2 separate regions of the Zea mays genome follow, and region 1 is linked to region 2. Evidence: chromatin contacts called from public Hi-C data. All regions are on one chromosome and are shown on one strand. Each heading gives the region's core, a stretch centred on a gene start, on an enhancer-like site or on the middle of the called end of the contact. The rest is flanking DNA. Distances are from core to core; before and after follow the strand shown.

What was found. A called contact is a pair of places that touch in the nucleus more often than the background predicts.
Region 1: a contact with region 2 is called in a Hi-C map of leaf, with 5 times the contacts expected there. The contact joins the enhancer-like site here to the promoter of LOC542438 in region 2. A contact is called at or near these places in 4 of 25 Hi-C or Micro-C datasets (ear, endosperm, leaf and 1 more).

What each region holds. Positions count from the first base shown.
Region 1 is chr1:181,215,356-181,219,975 of Zm-B73-REFERENCE-NAM-5.0, forward strand. No RefSeq gene overlaps it. Among protein-coding and RNA genes, the nearest start is that of LOC542438, 94 kb to the left of the region's middle. Within about 2 kb of position 2,941, at least 14 of the 20 cell types and tissues checked have an H3K27ac peak or open chromatin away from gene starts, as enhancers often do. A contact at or near this core is called in ear, leaf and tassel, where this site is marked.
Region 2 is chr1:181,122,514-181,127,066 of Zm-B73-REFERENCE-NAM-5.0, forward strand. It overlaps LOC542438 (cysteine synthase 2), which reads right to left and starts at 1,427. Exons shown (of 11, transcript NM_001111999.2): 1 at 1,286-1,427; 2 at 1,106-1,164; 3 at 885-994; 4 at 511-568. The coding sequence starts at 1,147.

The DNA.
Region 1 (4,620 bases), core at 1,691-4,190, 94 kb after region 2:
ATCTGTGAAATTGACAAGATGGTGGTAGATGTAAGATTTCTCTTCATGTATTTGGACTGTGATGTTAGCTGGTTCAAATTTAGCTGTGTGAGGTTTCACGACATTCCTCTGTGTAAGATTTCTCTTCCTGTATTTGGACTGGTATTACTTGATTTTTTGACTGTGATGTTAGCTGCTTCTGCTGTGCTATTTTCAATGTTTAAAATGCATTCATTTCTGTATTTTGATACTGCATTTTTTGCTACTGATTTGTGCCATTCTGATCTGACCTCAAGTTCTAGGAGTAGCTAAGTGAAATAATATTGTTTCTAATTGTATCTTCTCTTTTGGGCTTGTGTTCTGCTTGGTATTGCTTCCCTGCTACAATCCTAGCTATGTAAGCTTGTTGTCTGATGATTCTGTTTCCTTTTCGTTCATCTCATTTTGCCATATGGACCACAAACAGTAATATACTATGAGGTCCCTCCTTGATGTAATTGTATGCATAGGAGGAATTTGTTTCTAACAGTGTGCTGATGCAGTCTGTGCCACTTAAACACTATCTTTGGCTATTGCTATATATCACACAAGATCGATTCCAATTTTATTTCATTGCATGGAACTAGATGGCTTTAATCAAAGAGATCGTTATTTTTGTTTATCATGTAGTGTTCAGTATATTCTGTAGGTTAGTACCAACTTTTTGTGTAAATGTGCTCCAGGTCTCTGGGTTTTTCTTGATATGTCATTTATTTCTATTCATTTGGATAGAGACACCCTCTTTGTTTCTATTCACTTGGACATAAGATGATAATTTAGAATTTGCTTCCTCCTGCCTAATGGTAAATCATCATAGATTAACATTTTTAACTTTTACACGGTTTCACTCAGGTCTTGAGCATGAGTAGGGTAGGAGCTCCACGAGCAGTTCTTCCCCTTCTCACAGAATCGCCTTCGCTGAGGTGCCAAACCTTCAAATTTTGTATAACTTCAATGAATCCTTGAAAAAGCATTGTTGCTTTGTAACTGGTTACATACACCTCACATATTTTTTCATCTGTGTGTCCAACTGCAATGCCTCAGAATTCAGTTATGATATGGCATAATAGATTATAACAGTAGTGCTTTTCTTTAGTTGCACATGCACTATGTTGATGCTTCTAAAAATCCTATGATCGAATGCACTTAAAACGTGCACTAATCTAACTGTAAAGTTTGTGCTCTTCTTTTATTGTGGATTTGTTTGAAATAAGATATATCATTTTATTTTGGATTGGTTCATGCAATAAGGATGCCAAATCTGCAGCTTTGCCAACATGAGCAGTTTATATTCGCTTCCCCGCACCCTCCACTTCCTTGTCGTCGTGCTGATTCCAGATCATGGGGTAGTGATCCAGAAGGTGGCTATGGTTTTTGTAAGTACGAGGCTCAAGATCTTGTTCAAGGAAGGTGGCTATGATACTTTTGATCCTCTGTTCCTTAACTTGATTGCATCTATGCAAGCGCTACAACCAGATTGAAGCCCAGTCTGCTGCTAGCATGGCACCTATGTGGACCCTCTACAATATGTGTATGATAAGATGTATCATGCGTGAGTTGATATATGTTAACTGAATTGGCAAAACACTTGATATATGTTAAAATATGTTGACCACAATGATCCTACCAAGATCTTCCTTTGGCATAATATATGTTTCATACAATTTTTTTTACTCCCGTCGTAACGCACGGGCACTCACCTAGTGAACGATGAAGACGAGTTCTTCATGACCTTCGTATGAAGATCATTATATTCGAAAGGAGATAATGGTTTGAAGGACGAAAGTCCTTAATATTTAACAATTGTGTTGCCTTGTTCTTGATTCGAAGCAGTTGAGAACAAGTGACCAACATTGGCGCTCACCTCCAGTGAACTCACTTCCATGACTACGATAATGGCTTCGCAAGGTGATCAAGCTGTGTCACCTTCGACTACGAAGCTAGTGTTCCCAATCACAGGCGGTTCAAGCTCCGAACCAGCAAATAAGAAGCAGAAGAAGAAAGCATAGAGAAGGGTACAACATGTCGGAGTGCAAGAACCTTTCATCAAGTCCAAATGGTCTCATGTACCAATCACATTTTCTCAAGAAGACCTTCAGCTTAAGTATTATCCTCACAATGACGCCATGGTCATATCATATGTTATCAAAGGGTTCTTGGTTCACAATGTTCTCGTAGACACGACCAACAGTTACGCCAGCTCGGCCCAAGCTCACCGGCGCGCATGCGAGGTTGTTGCGGACATGGCGATTTGGAGACGTAGCCTGGCGAGGAGGTCCCACAACTCAGTGACCACGAGGGAAATCAGGTGTGAGACACTGGAGAGCGGGACCCGCGGGGTAGCGACACGCGTGCGTGAAGGAACTCTCGCGGGGGCCCGTAAGTCAGCGAGCTAGATAGAGCCAGTACGCGGAAGGGGGAGAGTGGCTGAGATAGTGGGTCCACCTGTCGGTGCTGTTATGCAACTGGGTCGACAGCGTGCGGTTTGGGCCAGAATACAAGGTTTCAGCGCAAATATTGTCTTTCTCTTTTCTTTTTCTATCATCTTTTATTCTTTGTTTTTTGTTTGAATTGAAGTATTCAATTTCCAAATTGAATTCTGAGATCAATCACTAAAATGTAAATGCAAAAAATCAAAGAATACCAGCATGAATGCACAATATTTTATTTATTCATTGATTAAAGAATGTGTCTCAATGGTAAATCACACATTAGGCAAGAATTTTTTTTCAAATATAAAAGGGACTACTTAACCCACTTAGATTCATATTTTAAGGTTTATAGAGAAGGCCAAATCTGCAGCTTTCGTGCTAATTGGCTTATGCACGCGCATCTTAATCGTGGACAAACAACAGACAATGCTTGCGCCACCGCACAAGCAGCGTGTGATCCACTGATCCTGCTCTGCGGGATAAACAATAGAACCCGGCCTCGTGCAACGCGCGTGGGACCCACCAAGCCCAAGTGGTGCCAGCCAACCAGCGTAGGGACGATGTGTTTCCTGAAAGAAAAAACGTACTCTACCTATCAATCGGTACGTTATGAAAGGAATATATTCTTATAATTTATATTGTGATATATATAATCGATACTGACATTCTTCTATGCAAATTTATAGTTGAACTCTGTGTATATATATTCGGAGTGAGACAGAGAGGTAGAGCAGACGCCTTTTATGACAACTCTAATTAATTAATTAATTCGTACTACGTAGCTTCCTCAACGATTGAGCAGCTGGCGTGGCGCCGCGTTTCGTTAACCCCAAACAAGATGCTCTGCAGGACAGGCTGTGTGTCATTCGCGGGCTGCCAAATGCCAGCTAGAGTACTATAGTACAATTAACATGCATTGTGTGTGCAATATTTTATTTGTGGAGAATAAGCTATCTTCTTGTTCTATGAACTATGATCGACATGACATGCATGCATGCATGCATGCAGTGATTAGCATTTTTTTTAGGGAGAGGTTAATAATTGGCTAGTGCATATATGGTTGGTACCCAAAGAAGCAGACGTGTGGTTGTGATCGTACGTGATTTAAGCCGTTCGGATCGAAAGCCACATCGTGTGTCATGTTTCCACCTTATTAGGGCTGGTTTAGTCTCAATCTATGTGGAATGGGTAATTTAAATTCCAAATAAATCAATTTTTTTAATTTTATCTAATTCATGTGGTCTTTGTGATCCTTTTTCAACTTTGTTGTATTATGAAGTTTGATATATTTACCGATTGTATTTTGGATTCCGACCGTTACCGGTGTATTTTCCGCACCAAACTTTCGTTTCCGATGTTTTCGAAATACCGATATCGTTTCCGTTTCCGGAGTTACCGTTTTCGATTTTGTTTCCGATAAAAAATATGAAAACGGTAATGGTTTTAGCGTTTACCGACCGTTTTCATCCCTATGTGTAATGCACATAACTGAACAAGACTTTAAACGAGACTTGTCTTTGTATGATGGGAAGAAAGAGCAACTCGTTTCCATAGCAATGCCCCGCCCCACTGGACATTTTTTTGAGATCTCTAGGCCACTACCCCAATTGGCAATATTTCTTGATTTATGGTTGTTTCTATATACGATTGTCGTTAATAGCCCACATGTATTAATTATGGTTAACCCATAGCCCAATAACCGACCGTATTGACCATTGGCCCACCAAAGTATAAACGGCCCAGGAACTACCAGTGCATCATGCTAGTTCCAAACTACTACAACAGTACACGCTCGTGATAACGAGGCAACCAACGGAACCTCGAGGATAATTCTTATGACATCTCTTGTCATGTGATTTACACTCCAAACTATTCTTGCAATATATTTGTTTCATATATTTTTACTCTTGCTAAGTAAGTAGCTTAATTGCCTAGTTTTATAAAATTCTACTAGTCTCTACTACTCTTAAGCACATAGTGTAGGCGTCCATACCGACCGGTGGTGCACGTTCTGCCTCCCACGCCCGCAGCCGCCCCCGCGATCCCCTTCACCTCCCAGATCTCATGCTCTCCGTTCACCTCCTAGATCCAGATGTCGGCCCTGCCTCCTCCCCGGCCTGCTCCCCGCGATGCCCGCTCCGACTCCCAGATGCTGGCCCCGCCTCCTCCC
Region 2 (4,553 bases), core at 177-2,676:
TCCAACAACTGTAGGTTATAATTGCAACCGAAATGGAGAAGGAAGAAATCGATTTGCCTTCCTCTAAGAAAATATATAAAGCAAGCTTGCTTCTTGTACTTAAAAATTAAAATATATATACTCCATTAAACAAAGGTTCAAAGCACTATGTTAGTGATGTCCGTTGTACTCTATCTAACAGTTGAACAGATCAGAGCAAACACTTTTAAATGAAGCATCTGCTCCATGAAGACACTACTAGGTACAAAGCAATGCAGAATAAACTAATAATCCCGAAACAACCGCCTGATATGGAGACCCAGACAACCACATTAGATAACTTTCTCATGCAAGCGTGATGCTTGAGGATGAAAATGGCAGCCAGCTCATGCTTCTGGATTAGGCTATACAAAATTAGCGTTCCAGTTGAATATAATATAAGGCAGTGGGCATTGGGCAAATCGAGAGCCCAATCTATTTCCCTAGGACAGGAACGACAAAGAATATGCTCCTAAAGGTTCAGTTACCCACCACGCCTGGAGTAATCAGCCCTTTCTCCTCTGCGTCCGTGATCATGCTGTAGCCAATCCTGCACAAATACATCACGCAGATACAATATTTAAGGTCGAGATACTGAAGTAAGGTAAAAGGAAGAACATAACTTTCAGTCAAATGATAAGGGGAAAAGGTTAAAATCATTAGTGCAATACTCTAGCGAGACATCGACCTGAAGTTAATATACACTCAAAATAATAAGGAGAAATATGATTTTTTACAGAAGCAAAACATCCCTGAAGTTGAAAAAAAAGAGCATTCGGTCAGAGAAAGAAGAAAGACCGTCACCCCTCGTGCTACAGTAGCAGGGGTGGGGAGTGGGAGAGCTCCTTCAGAGCCAGAAGCACTACCTATCCTTGACGCTGGAGCAGGGCTCCATGGACTCGAGCTTGGCGGCGACGCGGCCGACGCACCCATCGGTCACCTTGTTGAGGTACACCAGCGGCGTGTTCCCGATCAACTAGGCATCACAAAAGATTTAGCTTCTACAGGACCATACCCGAAAAATAACCGAATCTGCCCCACGAAAGAAGGCGGCGGAAATCGGGACGAAATGGGTGGCGGCACCCACCTCGGTGACGTCCTTGGCGATCGACGGCGAGGCCTCTCCCATTGGGTCACGTCACGAAGCTGCAAATCCAAGGGGCGGATGGGGGGAAGGGGATGAGAACTTATATCCAAGATAGAAACACCAACAGTGATTTGGTTTGATTCCCCAGCGAACAAGCGAGAACAGCGATAGGAAACGTACGGGTTCGCCGCAGAAAATCCTTCGAGATTTCGAGGAGTGGCGGTTCTCGTCGGAGTTGGAGCTTTGGAAGAAGCCGCTGGAGATGGCGGCTGCCTGGCTGGTGGCTGGCTTTATGCACGCAAGGTTGCTGTCGCAGAGGAACAGCTCGGGGCGCCTGGTCCAAGGTGGACCGTGTCACTGCAGGTGAGGGCCTCACGGGGATGGCTGGTGCACGGGACGTGGCACGGAGCGGAGGCCGACGGCGTTCGTTGAATCTGGATGGCGTATGGCTCTCGGATCAGAACTCGAGCACCAGGAGGCTCCTATTGTTCCACCGTATATTCCTATCTATATTTTAAACTTTACTCTATAATAAATAAACTAGTCAGTTGCGTGCATGCTTTATTACGGTTGTTATATCATATAAATACATATTAAAATATTTATTTTAATATAATAATTACTTATTTTTAAACAGTAAAAGCACCTCCAAGAGACTAGCTAAATAACTTGCCAAACCAAATTTTGGCTACTCAATAGCAAATAAATCTCCAACAGACTAGCTATCTGACTCTCTAAATTGACTCTCTCACTAGTTAAATTTGGCTAGCCACCTGACTACCCAAACTAGATAGATAGTCTGTTGGACTAAGATGTTATATATAGAGTGTAATCTTTATAAAAACTTAAATAGATAGTCAAATAGAGAACAAAAAATGAAGAGTCTCTTGGAGATGCTCTAAGAGCGACAGAGCTCCCACAGTTCCGCTGCCAGTGAGAATCTCCTACTGAGCCAAACGATAAAAATCTAAACTACTTCATGGTGGGAGTGAAGTGAATCTAGTCTCTACTTTATACTAGAAAGTGGGAGCCAAAAACACCTGCTTTCCACCACTCCCAACCTGCTCCACACTCTAACCCCTTAGGAATCACTTCACATCATATTTGTCAAACAATTTTCGTCAAATAGATTCACTTCCGTGGAGAATCACTCAGAATCACTCTATTAAAAAATCAGTTCTTAGAGCTAGAGAATCATGAAGCGGAGCTCTACCAAACGAGCCCTAAGGTATGTGTGGTCTGATGGTTAGTCCCAAATTTCTATAGTAGGGGTGTGGGTTCAATTGCTTGCTTTGCACTATTTTTTGCAGGGTGAAGCCGTGGTAGCATATGTGCCCACATTAGATTCTTAATAGAGTAAGTATAGATAGTACAATTTATATTATAAAACAATGTTGCTGAGTAGTGAGCACTATCTAAACATCGACCGTCCGAACTAACCATCCCGATTCGATCTCTGCAAAAAAGTTAATCTAATCACTAATTCGATATATAGGACATAGTTTTTGACCCATAATAATTCACGTAACGATTATGAACCATTTTTGACCCAAAAGTTGACTCAACCTGAAAAAACTCAACTCAAAGCCAAAAAAACCTTGATCCAACTTGACTCGACTCGTCTAACAAAGAGGCATGAGACAATCCAACATGACATTAGACATAGACTGTGCCAAATAAGTCAAGACTTGATCTTAATCCGATTCGATGTTTGAACAGGTCTACTATAGTAGTATCGTGCGCTCGTGCTTTACGATACTGGAGATAAATAGGACATCCATGCATGTTAGATGCAACCAAAAGTACAAAGCTACAATAGATTTTTCTTGACATCCCGTTAGATCATATATAAGATAGAGCTATATCGTTTGGGTTGCCACTTGGCACATACTAAAAATCATAGTGAAGGTATCATACTTACATAGTGAAAAACGAATATACTTATACGTAAAGTACCAAAGGATAATCAAATGTGCTTACGCAACAAAGAACGACTGGTTTCCGAATAACTAGCAAAGTAATTGTCGAAGCTTTCGTCTCAAAGAAATCCTATCAGGCCAAGGACATCATTGGGTTGCTTTAGGTCGTCTAACAAACCTAGAGCATCGTCTATGACCATCGGATCAAACGATAAAGAATATCATTAAAGTTTAAAGATACGTAATAGATTGTTTTTTCATTGTATATTGGGTATCTCAATCAGTCATTTCTCTCTCATATATAGATGTGGCTTATCCTAGTAGAAAATAGCTCCAAAATGTGTTTGGCAAGTTTCCAACTCTAAAAATGACTTAAAAACAAATTGGTTCAGAAAACCAGCAAAATTTGGCTAAATCAGGTTTCATGAGGAAGTCGACCACTGTAGCCGCTTGGTATAAAAAGTCATCCTAGCCTTCCTCTAGTGATAGCCTGACCAGGTTTTGTGGTCATCCTAGCTGGACCCTGGTCTAGACAGGTTGCATAGACGGTTTGGTCAACTTCTATGTCGGGACACTTTTGAGTGTCAACATATGCTCCTCTTTTTTTAGATGGACAATAACAAAACACTAAATTACGATGATATACAACTTATTGGATATCTAGCATCTCAGTATGATACAAGTATCAACCATTATTTGGAAAGCACTCTGAGCCTCTTACCATACACTTGGAAAATATTTCTTCAAATATATTCCATTGATTGCTCTTAAGAAACTATCTTCACATCTCCATCATACATCACTTTTCAAATATTACTTTGACCACTTCATAAGGACATTTTCAACTTGATGACCACTTTGTAAACCATGCCACCTGATCTGTTTTTCATCAATCTTGTTTTTGATAAGCTCGATCAAAGTCTTATTACTATACTTAGCTTGGCCATTATCTTGACCATAGTATGGTGATGAATTGGGTAATTTGTTCTTATATGATTTGAGAAAATTATATACCTCTCTGGATACAAATGATGTTCCTTGATTTGTAGTTAATGTTTGAGGGATGTTGAATCCAAGTATGATATGCTTAGTAATAAACTCAATTGCCTCTTTATATATATCGTATTCTTCAAAGGAATAACCTTAGCCCATTTAGTTAAGTGATTCATAGCAACCAAGACAAAGTGATGTCCCTTTAATGATTGGGAGGATGAATTGGCCAAACAATTCTAGCATCCAGCCTTCGAAAAGGCCATGGTTTACTGATTGGGTGAAACACAACAGGAGGCACACGCTAGATATTCCCAAATCAACACACGCTTGAAAAGGCCAGGTCTCTGCTTGTGCGGTTAGGGCACGATATAATACTAGGAGTTGAGGAATGTCACACCCGGATTTAAGAGCAAACCCGAGTGCGTCTCATATGTGTGCCAATCAAGATTAATACATACAATGACTCAGTGTATAGAAACGAATGTCATATTTTTTATTACATAACAAAAATGTCTTATAAAATAACTGATAGTAAA